3 separate regions of the Mus musculus genome follow, and all the other regions are linked to region 2. Evidence: chromatin contacts called from public promoter capture Hi-C data. All regions are on one chromosome and are shown on one strand. The core of a region is the stretch at or near the end of the contact, and the rest is flanking DNA. Distances in the headings are between cores, read along the strand shown. Region 1 holds the start of D330037F02Rik (RIKEN cDNA D330037F02 gene). Region 2 holds the start of Osbpl10 (oxysterol binding protein-like 10). Region 3 has its middle 55 kb from the start of D330037F02Rik.

Evidence for each region. Promoter capture Hi-C pulls out the DNA fragments that hold promoters and counts their contacts.
Region 1: a promoter capture Hi-C map of liver shows a contact between it and region 2, with 2.8 times the contacts expected there. The contact joins the promoter of D330037F02Rik here to the promoter of Osbpl10 in region 2.
Region 3: a promoter capture Hi-C map of hippocampal neurons shows a contact between it and region 2, with 4 times the contacts expected there. The contact joins the enhancer-like site here to the promoter of Osbpl10 in region 2. A contact is called at or near these places in 4 of 39 promoter capture datasets (hippocampal neurons, liver and pre-B cells) and 1 of 115 datasets of contacts at active chromatin or transcription factors (embryonic hindbrain).

What each region holds. Positions count from the first base shown.
Region 1 is chr9:115,663,976-115,667,447 of GRCm38.p6, reverse strand. It overlaps D330037F02Rik (RIKEN cDNA D330037F02 gene), which reads right to left and starts at 1,580. Exons shown (of 7, transcript NR_166686.1): 1 at 1,150-1,580.
Region 2 is chr9:114,977,041-114,980,605 of GRCm38.p6, reverse strand. It overlaps Osbpl10 (oxysterol binding protein-like 10), which reads right to left and starts at 2,121. Exons shown (of 12, transcript NM_148958.3): 1 at 1,642-2,121. The coding sequence starts at 1,928.
Region 3 is chr9:115,719,185-115,722,481 of GRCm38.p6, reverse strand. No RefSeq gene overlaps it. Among named protein-coding and RNA genes, the nearest start is that of D330037F02Rik, 55 kb to the right of the region's middle. Within about 2 kb of position 1,966, at least 5 of the 459 cell types and tissues checked have an H3K27ac peak or open chromatin away from gene starts, as enhancers often do. A contact at or near this core is called in hippocampal neurons, where this site is marked.

The sequences.
Region 1 (3,472 bases), core at 331-2,830, 690 kb before region 2:
GAATCTACCCAATGATATGCACATACATGTAAATAGTTGTTGGTCACAGCATGACATGAAGAAAGGGCAACCAGGCTAGTACCAGGGGACGAGGGAGGACCGGGTGCAGGTCATGGACAGGAGTTATGAAAGAGGAGATGAAATTAATTGCTTTTCTAGTTCTAAGCTTGTCACAGATTTTGGGGGGTTGGGAGATGGTTGCATGCATAAAGTGTATGCGATACTGAAAGTATGAAATCTAATGTGAAGGTTCACAGCTGCTGTTCCTAATGCCAGCTCTAACTTCTCAAGGTTTGCACTGATTTTGGGTCAACTTTGGTATACAATGTTCTCATTTATTTGCAAGTTTTCTTATATAAAGTTTACAAACTGTTAAACTATAAACTGAAATAGAAAGGAAATAGTAACAGCTTTAGGGTAGTGGTCAAACAAGACTAGGTACTCTCATCTACTCTTCTGCATGTGTTGTAATGGGGTCCACAGTATATTTCTACAGATGCCAGGAAAGGAACCCATGCTTGCTGGTACCTAAGTTCATGCACATGCATGGTGCCTTCCTCTTGAGGAAGAATAGAAAGACAGGAATTTAGGGGTGTGGGGGTAGGGAAAGAAAGCCTCACTCCAGAGTCTCCTGAAGTCTCTAGAGTGTTGAGGATTCGCGAACAATTACCATTTGCAAAGCCTTTCTCTGCAGTCAAGCTCTTGACCTACAGTTTCCTAGGACTCTCACGGGAACCCCATTCACAGTAAGAGGACATTTCCTAATCCCTTTTGTAATGGCTCCTGGTTTTACAGTACCAGATTAAAAATCCCATTCTATGTCACCTTGTCAGGCATCCTCTAAGTACATTTGTTTAAAAGGAGGTAAGAAAAGGTTTCTTAGCATTCCTGTGAGATGTAACTTGAGTGCCCACCAAAATGGGCAACATGGCGTCCTAAGACACTTAACTCCAGCTCTCTCCTAAGAACCCCATGTCCACACTTGGGTCTGTCTTAGTCTTCCTCTGAGTTCTCTCACTGTCTTAACTCCCATGGTAAAACAAAACAAAACAAAACAAAACAAAACAAAACAAAACAAAACAAAACAAAATCTCTGCTTCGGACCAGCTTGTCCTGAAATTCTTTCCCATATGGCAGCAAAGGACCTACCTTTTTCCTGAGTCCAGTTCTTAAAAGATTATAAGGTGCCAGGTGGTGGTGGTGCAGCACCTTTAATCCCAGAACTCCGGAGGCTGAGGCAGACCCGAGAATCTCTTGAGTTTAAGGTCACGCTGGTTTGCAGAGCAAGTTCCAAGACAGCCAGGGCCACACAGAGAAACCCTGTCTTGAAAAACAAACAAACAAACAAACAAACAACACCAAAAAAGATTAAGAGAATGTGCCTGTGATGGTGTGGAGGGTGACTTCCTGGAGGGCGACAGCATGGAGGGTGACAATATAGAGGGTGACAGTGTGGAGGGTGACTTTGTCTTATCACTACTCACACTACAGTCCCTGGGCCTCCCTCAAATCTGCTCATCAGTGGGCAGTGGGAGGAAGCTTGGCCCTGTGCAGTCTATGCTTTCTCTTGACTCCAAAACAGATCTCACTTTGGAGGATGTGCGAGGCATGGGAAACAGGAAGCTGGAGAGAGGAGCCAATTCCCTTGTCTGCCTTTCATTTCCTTCAAAGTGGAAATCTGCAAGCTCCTGTTGCTCTGACACAGACCAGGATGTGCACTGAAGTGATCGTCTGTGGGAGGCTCCCAAAGGAGGGTTCCTTTGGTGTGGAGGCACCCAGCTCAGAGTTAGCCATTGCTCACTGTCAGGAGGCAAGGGGGACATCCTGGAAACAGACTTTGATCTATTTGTTTGCAGCGGCCCTCCTTCATCCTATTGACTTGTTACCGGAATCTGCAGAACATTTTGTGAAAATCTGTTTGAATAGGAGGTTTTGACTCAAAAGGCTGTTTTTTTTTTTAAGTTCTATATTTTCCTTTTCAAAGGAAATCCATTCATCTGGTTAACAAAACTAATGAGTCATGCGATGTACAGGCACTTTGTCAGCTACCTTATTCTCCATGATATCCCAGACTAATTGAGTGAGACAGATTTGTTTAAGAATAGCAAAAAGGAGCTGAAGAGATGACTCCATGGGCAAAGCACTTGCTGCACAGCCTGACTCCTGTCTTCAGATACCCAGAACCCATACACAGAGCCAAACAAAGGGGCTTACCAGCCTCCAACTCCAGGGCACCCCATGAGAAAAGCCAGAAGCGGAAACATGAGAATTGCCAAAAGTATACGGACCAGTTCGGCTGGAGTCAGCTGTGGTGACAGGAAAGACCCCACTGTAAACAAGGTAGAAGGTGAAGACTTGATCCCGTGCTGTCTTTTGAGCACCATAGCAGTACAGTGGTACACACTGTCTTACACACACACAGCACACACATACATAGCAGAGGATACCATATCACACACACACACAGGTGAAAAAAGATTTAATTATGCCATGACTCAAATCCACGTGGACTACAAAGGAGCATAAAATAGGAATCAACTTTCCCTTGTGAGATCAGGTAAGTTCCCTGGGGTTCCCCACCAACCCTATTTCTGCTCTGGGTCTGAGCCCCAAATCCACACACCTCCAGACGTCTCTGCCTGGGTGACACTTGAGATGTCACGTGTAGAAAGCATGGCTGACATTGTTTCAAACAAAAATACCACTCTTCCCCTGCAGTAAGTACCCTAAGCACGGCATCTCAGTCAATGCAGCAGCGCCCACTCAGGTCCCAAGCAGAGGCTGAGAACCAGCCGTCATTCCCACCTTTCCTCTGCCTCAGTCCTGCCAATGCTGTGCCACCAAGAACCCACCAGGAGCTGCCTGAGTTCTGCTCCTACACCTGTCCCCTAAGTTCCCTTCTCCCTCACTCTGGTCCATCCAGATTTCCGTCTGGATGCACACCTGGACATTTGCAAACATAAATTGGATTGTGTCACTTCCTTGTGTGTACCCTCCCAACAGGTCTTCACTGAAGAAGGAATAAAATGGCAAACATGTTGCTTAGAATCTGCCATGGTTTCTCCACTGGGTTAGATAGAAGAACATGACATGTTGTTGGATGCGGGAAGTTAGTAACAGCTCTACATAAAAGTGAAAATCTGTGCTGGTGATTGTGGCCCTCAGGAGTCTGAGCCTGAGGAGAAGTGGCACTGAGGGCTTTTCCATTCAGGACCAAGTTCCCAAAATAATGATTCTGATGCTTAATATTTCATGAATAAACACCTAGCCCAAAAGCTCTGCCTTGCTCCTCAGCCAGCTCATAACTTCCTTGCCTGTTTCTTCCATTCTATTCCATTCCATTCCATTCCATTCCATTCCATTCTATTCCCACTGTGTGCTTAGTTATCTCTCCTCAGTTTCATGTGACCTTCTCCTTCAGCGTTCAGGGTGACTCTATCCCAGAGTTCAACCTCTCTCTGTCAGAGCTCCC
Region 2 (3,565 bases), core at 872-3,371:
AGCTGGTAAAAAGGACATAACTCCAAATCCCTCCTAAATCCACTACAAAGGGAAAAATCCTTTAATACATGTTGCAGGTAAAATACTATGGCCAGGCAAAGAAGACACCAGTTATCTAGGGCAGCCGCTCTGCTGGCCCCAGAAGCTAGAGAAGAGGCAGTGTCAAGCATGAGCACGCTTTCAAAGTGTCTCTGACAAGGTACCTCGAACTGCCATTCAGAGCCACAACTTTCAAGAAATGAAATCACCCTTAGTCATCTCCTATCTCTCCCCTCCTACAAACTCTACCTCTGTTTTCAGCTTTTAAAAAACCAGGGGTGGGGGGAGGTAAGAGCAGACACCGAAGAAGCTATTTTGAGGAAGACTCCGAAGTTAAAAGCAACTTCACTAACATAGTAACAGATCTCCAAGGAAACCCTGGGTGAGGCTCAGAGTTCTGTATCTAGAACTGCTTGGTTCCCATTACGTCCAAAGTCCTCTTCCTACAGGCACCATCGCACGTCTGTGACAGCCCATGGTTCATCTGGAAACCATCAGAGCATTTCCAAACAGCCTGCGGGAAGAGCTAAGAGGGATCTGGTCCAACCAGCAAAGATAAGCCAGACTCTAGGGTGGGATTCAAATCTCACAAGGACAAACCATTAAGGGTCCCAAATGGTGATCCAGGGATACTGAAGTTCGAGAAGACAATGCTCTCCCCAATGGTGTCTTTGCATGGATGTTTCAACTTTGGTTTGTTTCTCCAAAGACTGGCGACTGGCACACTGGCATACACATACAGACACACACACAACACACATGGGGGGATGAGGGGGGAGAAAGGGAGACAGACAGACAGAGGCCGTTGTGCCTGATCCTTAAGTCCTTCCATACAACAGAAGTCCACACCTCATCACCCCATGTATGCTGAGAACTCCACTCTCTGACATCCCGATCCTTCCAGAAGTCTGTCCATCACTAGACTTGCCAACTTCTTTTTTGGGGCAAGTTCTCCCGATGTGGCTCCGACTAGCCTGGAATTCACTATGTAGCCCAGGCTAGCCCCAAACTCAAGTCCACTGGCCTCATGTCTCTTAAGTGCCTAGCATTACAAGCATCTGCCACCACGCCCAATTCAAGGCTTGGCAACTTTGAGAGGGAAGCAAAGAAACTTCACATGCACCTGAACGGGGAATAATAACAAACTGCGCTGTTAAGCCACCCACTAGGGAAGGGATATGCACACCCTGGGAGCGGGACACTCCAAAGATGACAAGTGACAGGTTCCTTGTTGTATTTCAAACATCGTACTTTAACAGGAACTACGGAGTGGGGAGAACTGTGCTGGACAACGAGTGCCGAATGCTTTCTGCGCCCGGCACCGAGCATTCCCTCTCTGCGGGTCCCTCTCAACCCTTCTTCTTGGGTGTGAGAGACCCTCAGCAGGTAGGACACCGGAACTACCTAGGGCGCACCCGACGCCACTCCAGATTCTGCCAGCTTTCAGCACCCAAGGAAAACCAGGGTTCCTGCCTCCCTCCCGCTGCTGCGGCGCCCGCCAGGGTGCAGGAAGGACGAGGTGTCCAGGCAGTCCCCAGCCGCGGGTGGCGCCACGTTCCACACCCGGGGAGCGCGCGGGGGCGCGAGCGGCGGACTCCTTACCTGCTTTGCCAGCCCTGGAGGAGGTTGGTGTATTTGCTGAGCACGCCCTCGAGCGCCGGCTCCCTCCTTCGGCCGCCTCCTCCGGACGGGCTAGCCGCCACCGAGCCGGGACTGCTGCGGCTGCCCCCGCCGCCCAGTCCCGCGGCCCCAGAGCGGCTGGCCACCCCTCGGCCAGCCAGGGAGCAGGAGGGCGAGGAGCCCGCCGAAGTGGCGCGGCTGCTGCTCCGGCTGCTGCTATTGCTGCCCCCGCCACCGCCGCCGTCTGTGCTCTGGGCCGCCCTCTCCATGATCGCTGCGCGCCCGGGGAGCCGGTGGCCGCCGCGGTGGCAGCCCCGCCGCCGCCTCCTCCTCCTCCTCCGCCGCCGCCGCCGCCGCCGCCGCTGCCGCTACAGCTCCGGGCTCCCGGGCCGCGCGTGGCTGCTCTGATTCCCCGGGAAATGCCTGACTCATACAGGAGGAAGAAGAGGAGGAGGGAAAGAGGGCTGGGAAGGAAGCCAGCCGGGCTAGCTGCAGCTGCGGCCGCCCCTCCTCCCGCCTCGACCAGGGCCCGGCCCCGCCCTCCAGCCACTTCTCGGGCAAGTTCGGGGCTCCAGGTCCCTCCTCCTCCTCCAGCTCCTCGAACCTTGCAGTCGCTCGGAGCCCGGGCTAAGGATGCTCCTGGGGCGGGCCTGGCAGACAGAGTGGGCACGCCCTACATCGGCCCCCTTCACCCTAGCCTTTTGTTGCCCCCTCACTTGGATCCTGACCGGGGAAATCTCCGCACGCCCTTCTCCCCACCCCCAACCCACCTCGAGACCTGGAGGGAGGGACGGTCCTACCCACCCGGTACACCCGGATATGGACCCGCCCGGTCCCTGACACCAGCACGCTCCCTCTCGGTGTGTCGGCGCACAGGAGCCTGGGCCAAGCACGTACACGGTCACCTGAAAATTAGCCTCACTGAGGGAGCCTAGAAACAGGGCAGCAAGGCCCTCGGGGCTCTCCCATGGGTTTGAAAGCGGAAAGGAAGGGGCAGCAGGTGACTCTCCCAGGTGAGCAGGCTGTCAGCTGGGGCCGGTTCCACAAGTCAGAGATCGGATGGATGCACAGCGAATACCAGGCTAGGACTAGGTGCCTTCCAGTGAGCGTTCTCCTGACCTCACACGCTCACTTCACCCTGATCCCAGGGGTGATGGGCACAGACAAACAAGAGTGAGGAGTCACTGCGCTGGATACTGCACACCCGAGAGCCAGAGGGGCCCAAACCAGAGGGCAAATGAGAAGACTCACATACACACACTTCACTGTCCGCCAAGAAACTTCTTTTGCCCACCCACACGCTGGGTTCTTCTCAATCTGTCTTGCTCTTTAGCAAAGGCAGAGAGATATCGGGCTCTCTCCAGCCCACTAGTTATCGTTGTGGATATAAATATTCAATGCAATCTGGTTGTTTCTAAAATTAGAACTCTGAGAAGCTGGGACCTCTCCTTACACACACACATACACACACGATAGATGGATAGATGATAGATAGATAGATAGATAGATAGATAGATAGATAGATAGATAGATTTTTTTTTAATTGCTAGGTAGAGTCCATTCTCACAAGCACAGCCCCCAAGTCCTTTCAGCTTCACACCTGTCTGAAAGTTTTCAGAGGGTTCAGCTCTGGAGACGCCCATGCAGATGCTTCAGAGGTGATGGTAAGAGATGGCCACCACGTAAATAGGAATTCCAGGTGTCCACATATTATGAAAAAGTAAAACAGCCTTGCAAGAAGAAATACGAGAACCACACTGAAGCTGGGTGGGGGGGTCTACTCCTATAATCACAGCAGAGGATGAGGAGGCAGAGGGAGGTGGATCTCTCTGAGTTTGAGGCCAACCTGGTCTACAGAGCAAGTTCTAGGACAGCCAGGGCTACACAGAGAAACTGGAGAGGGGGG
Region 3 (3,297 bases), core at 717-3,216, 740 kb before region 2:
TTGCTTTTGTTGTTATTGTTGTTCTGTTACTACAAAGGTTCATCCATGTCTTCCCTTCCACAGTGGAATATGCCGCTCAAGGGAACCTGAATCCATTCCTGGATCGTGCTCATTCAGATATGGCTCATAATAAACTATCTCTCAGTCCCGTGTTTTCTTGGACAGAGTTACATTCTGCTGTTCTGTTCGTCAACGCAGGTGTCTTTAAGACTCTTCAGTTTATTGGTCTTTAAGAATCATTTCAGAAGACTTTAAAATGGAGGACCATACTGTTTCTGAGGCAGGCTGTTAAAAAGGACGACTAGAAAATGGTAGGCTAATGCAAAGTTACTTCACATTCAATCCTAGCACTCAGAAGGCAGAGGCTTGTGACCCTCTGTAAGTTTGAGGCCAGCCTGATCTATACACAGAGAGATCTATATAAAAGGTGTCCAGTGTGAACTTGTTTATAAGTTATATATATATATATGTGTATATATGTGTGTGTGTGTGTGTGTGTGTGTGTGTGTGTGTGTGTGTGTATAAAGTAGCAATGCATAGGCTGGAGTTTCAGCAGTTAAGAGCACGTCCTGCTCTTGCAGAGGACCCAGGTTCACTTCCTAGCATACTCACATCATTTCCTGTAATTCCAGTTCCAGGGGATATGATGCACCCTACCGGTCACTGGAAGTATTCATACACACACACACACACACACACACACACACACACACACACTGCCTTAGTCATTTTTCTATTATTGTGATAAGACATCATGACCAAGGCAATTTCTAGAAGAAAGAGTTTTCTGGGGCTTATCATTTCCAAGTGTTAGAGCCCATGACCATCATAGCAAGGAGTATGGCAGCAGGCAGGCATGGTACTGAAGCAGGAACTGAGAGCTTACATATTGAGACACAAACATGAGGAGAGGCAGCTAACTGGCAATGGCATGGGTTTTTTAAAAACCTATGCCTATCGTCAATCACACTTTTCCAATAAGGCCACTCCCTCTAATCCTTCCCAAACAGTTCCACTAACTGGGAGCCAACTATTCAAAATACACAAGTCTATAGGACTGTTGTTCATTCAAACTACCACACACCTGTGACTATAAATAATGAAACAAATCTTTAAAAGATAAATGACAATGCTGTATGACCTTTGTCAACTAAGGTCAACAACCTTGACCTAGTAATAGATAGTCACAGAAAAATTGTTCACATGGACCATATTTCAGGAAGAAAACCACTGTAGTACCAAGAGAAAATTGTTTCATAGGAAAGTTATTACTAACACATTGAACACAATACCAGAATTTAAAAATTGGTGTTAACAGCCCTTTATGAAGCTTAACATATAATGTGTATTATATAAAGCCGATAGTCAAAGTTGTCACAAAGTTGTCTCTGCTCCTTTACTGTTTCCCTCAACATGATGTGTTGCAGACACTCTAGCCAGATTGCTTGTGGGCGCATGCTGCAGAAGCCATTGCATCATCCAATTGCTACTCAGTACAATCCTCTGGCCATACAGTTGCTACTTAGTACTACAATTGCTACTTAGTACAATCCTCTGACCATACAGTTGCTACTTAGTACTACAATTGCTACTTAGTACAATCCTCTGACCATATTTTCTTCAGTTTTACTTCTCCACTCTTCCAGAGATGGACAAGGAGATTTTGTACAACTCTACAATATAACAAACACTTCTCAGTCACAGTTACTTAGGTGTTTGTGCCCAAGAGTCTGATTGTTGGCTCAGGAAAGTTTTTAACTTCTTATAATGGCAGCTTAGAGAAAATAGTATAATGAACGCCTACATGCCCAACTGCTAGATTTAAGAATTATCAATATTTTCTTGTACATATGGCCCCCTCTTTTTATTTTGCTGTTGATTTAGGGGGAAGTCTCTGGCACTGAGCTATTTCCATGTGCAGCTCTGTTACATAAAGATGAGTTTTGGATAGCTTCATCACCAATTATCGCCCTAACAAAACTGGCAATGGTGCATGCTAGAATTATGGGGGATGATGAGTACAGGAGCCATGGTGGATGGTGAGTGCTGGAATCATGGGGGATGATGAGTGCTGGAGTCATGGGGGATGGAGCATGCTGGAGCCCTGGGGGATGGCAAGTGCTGGAGCCATGGTGTTGGTGAGTGCTGGCTCCATGGGGGATGGTATGTGCTGGCTCCATTGGAGATGGTATATGCTGGATGGCTCACAGATGGCATATCCCCAGCTAACTTTCTTACACAGTTCAGGACAGGACATCTGCCTGGGGCTGGTATCATACATGGTGGGCTGGTCCCTCTTCTATCAATTATCAAGACAGATGGGCCAATCTGATCCAGACAACCTTTCACTTGAGACTCTTCTCTAAGATGATTCTAGACTGTGACAAGTTGATAGCGAAAGCTAACCGATACAGATGCTGCTTCATAAAAGGCTGTTAACACCAATTTTTAAATTCTGGTATTGTGTTCAATGTGTTAGTAATAACTTTCCTATGAAACAACTTTCTCTTGGTACTACAGTGGTTTTCTTCCTGAAATATGATCCATGTGAACAATTTTCCTGTGACTATCTATTACTAGGTCAAGGTTGTTGACCTTAGTTGACAAAGGTCATTGTCTACCTTGAGAAACCAAAATTGTTTTTTCTTGTTTTGATTTGTTTATCTGTTTGCATTCTGATTCTTAGAAGTTTGATGCTTAGCAAGTCTCACCTTTGACTGAAAAAAAAAATCAAACCAAAAAACAAAAAAACTATCACCTTGAATTCCAGTGGCCTTTGACAGGGCCAACCTTGCCTTGGAGTTCTTTCTCCAAGTGACAGCTCATCAGATCACTGCAGGCTCCTTTGGTTATGAGTGGCCAATCCTTCAGGGTCTGGTCTATATGCGGAGATGTGCAGAAACTGCTCTTCCTGTCCTGGGATGCTAAAGTCACACCACAGGCTACTTCTGGACTAATCAGAGAACAGGGATAGGAAATGGTCTGTTGGTAAGAAAGTATCAACATCCTTGGTTTTATTTGTCTATTTTCTTGCTTGGATTTTGTCTGTATGCACCCATGCATGCATGGAGAACAAAGGCTGAGAGTCCTCCATCACTCCCCACCGTGTTCTTCGAGGCAGGGTCTCTCACAAAACTCGCAACTCACCTGGGATTATTATGTGAGGAGTAGAAGCCTAACTCAGGGCTCTCGTGCATGCATGGCAAGTGCTCAACTCCCCCAGACGCTTGTTTTGTCATTTTGTTCCGTTTGTTTTTTTATGAGTCTCAAATTCTAGCCCTGGATAGCTTTGAAATC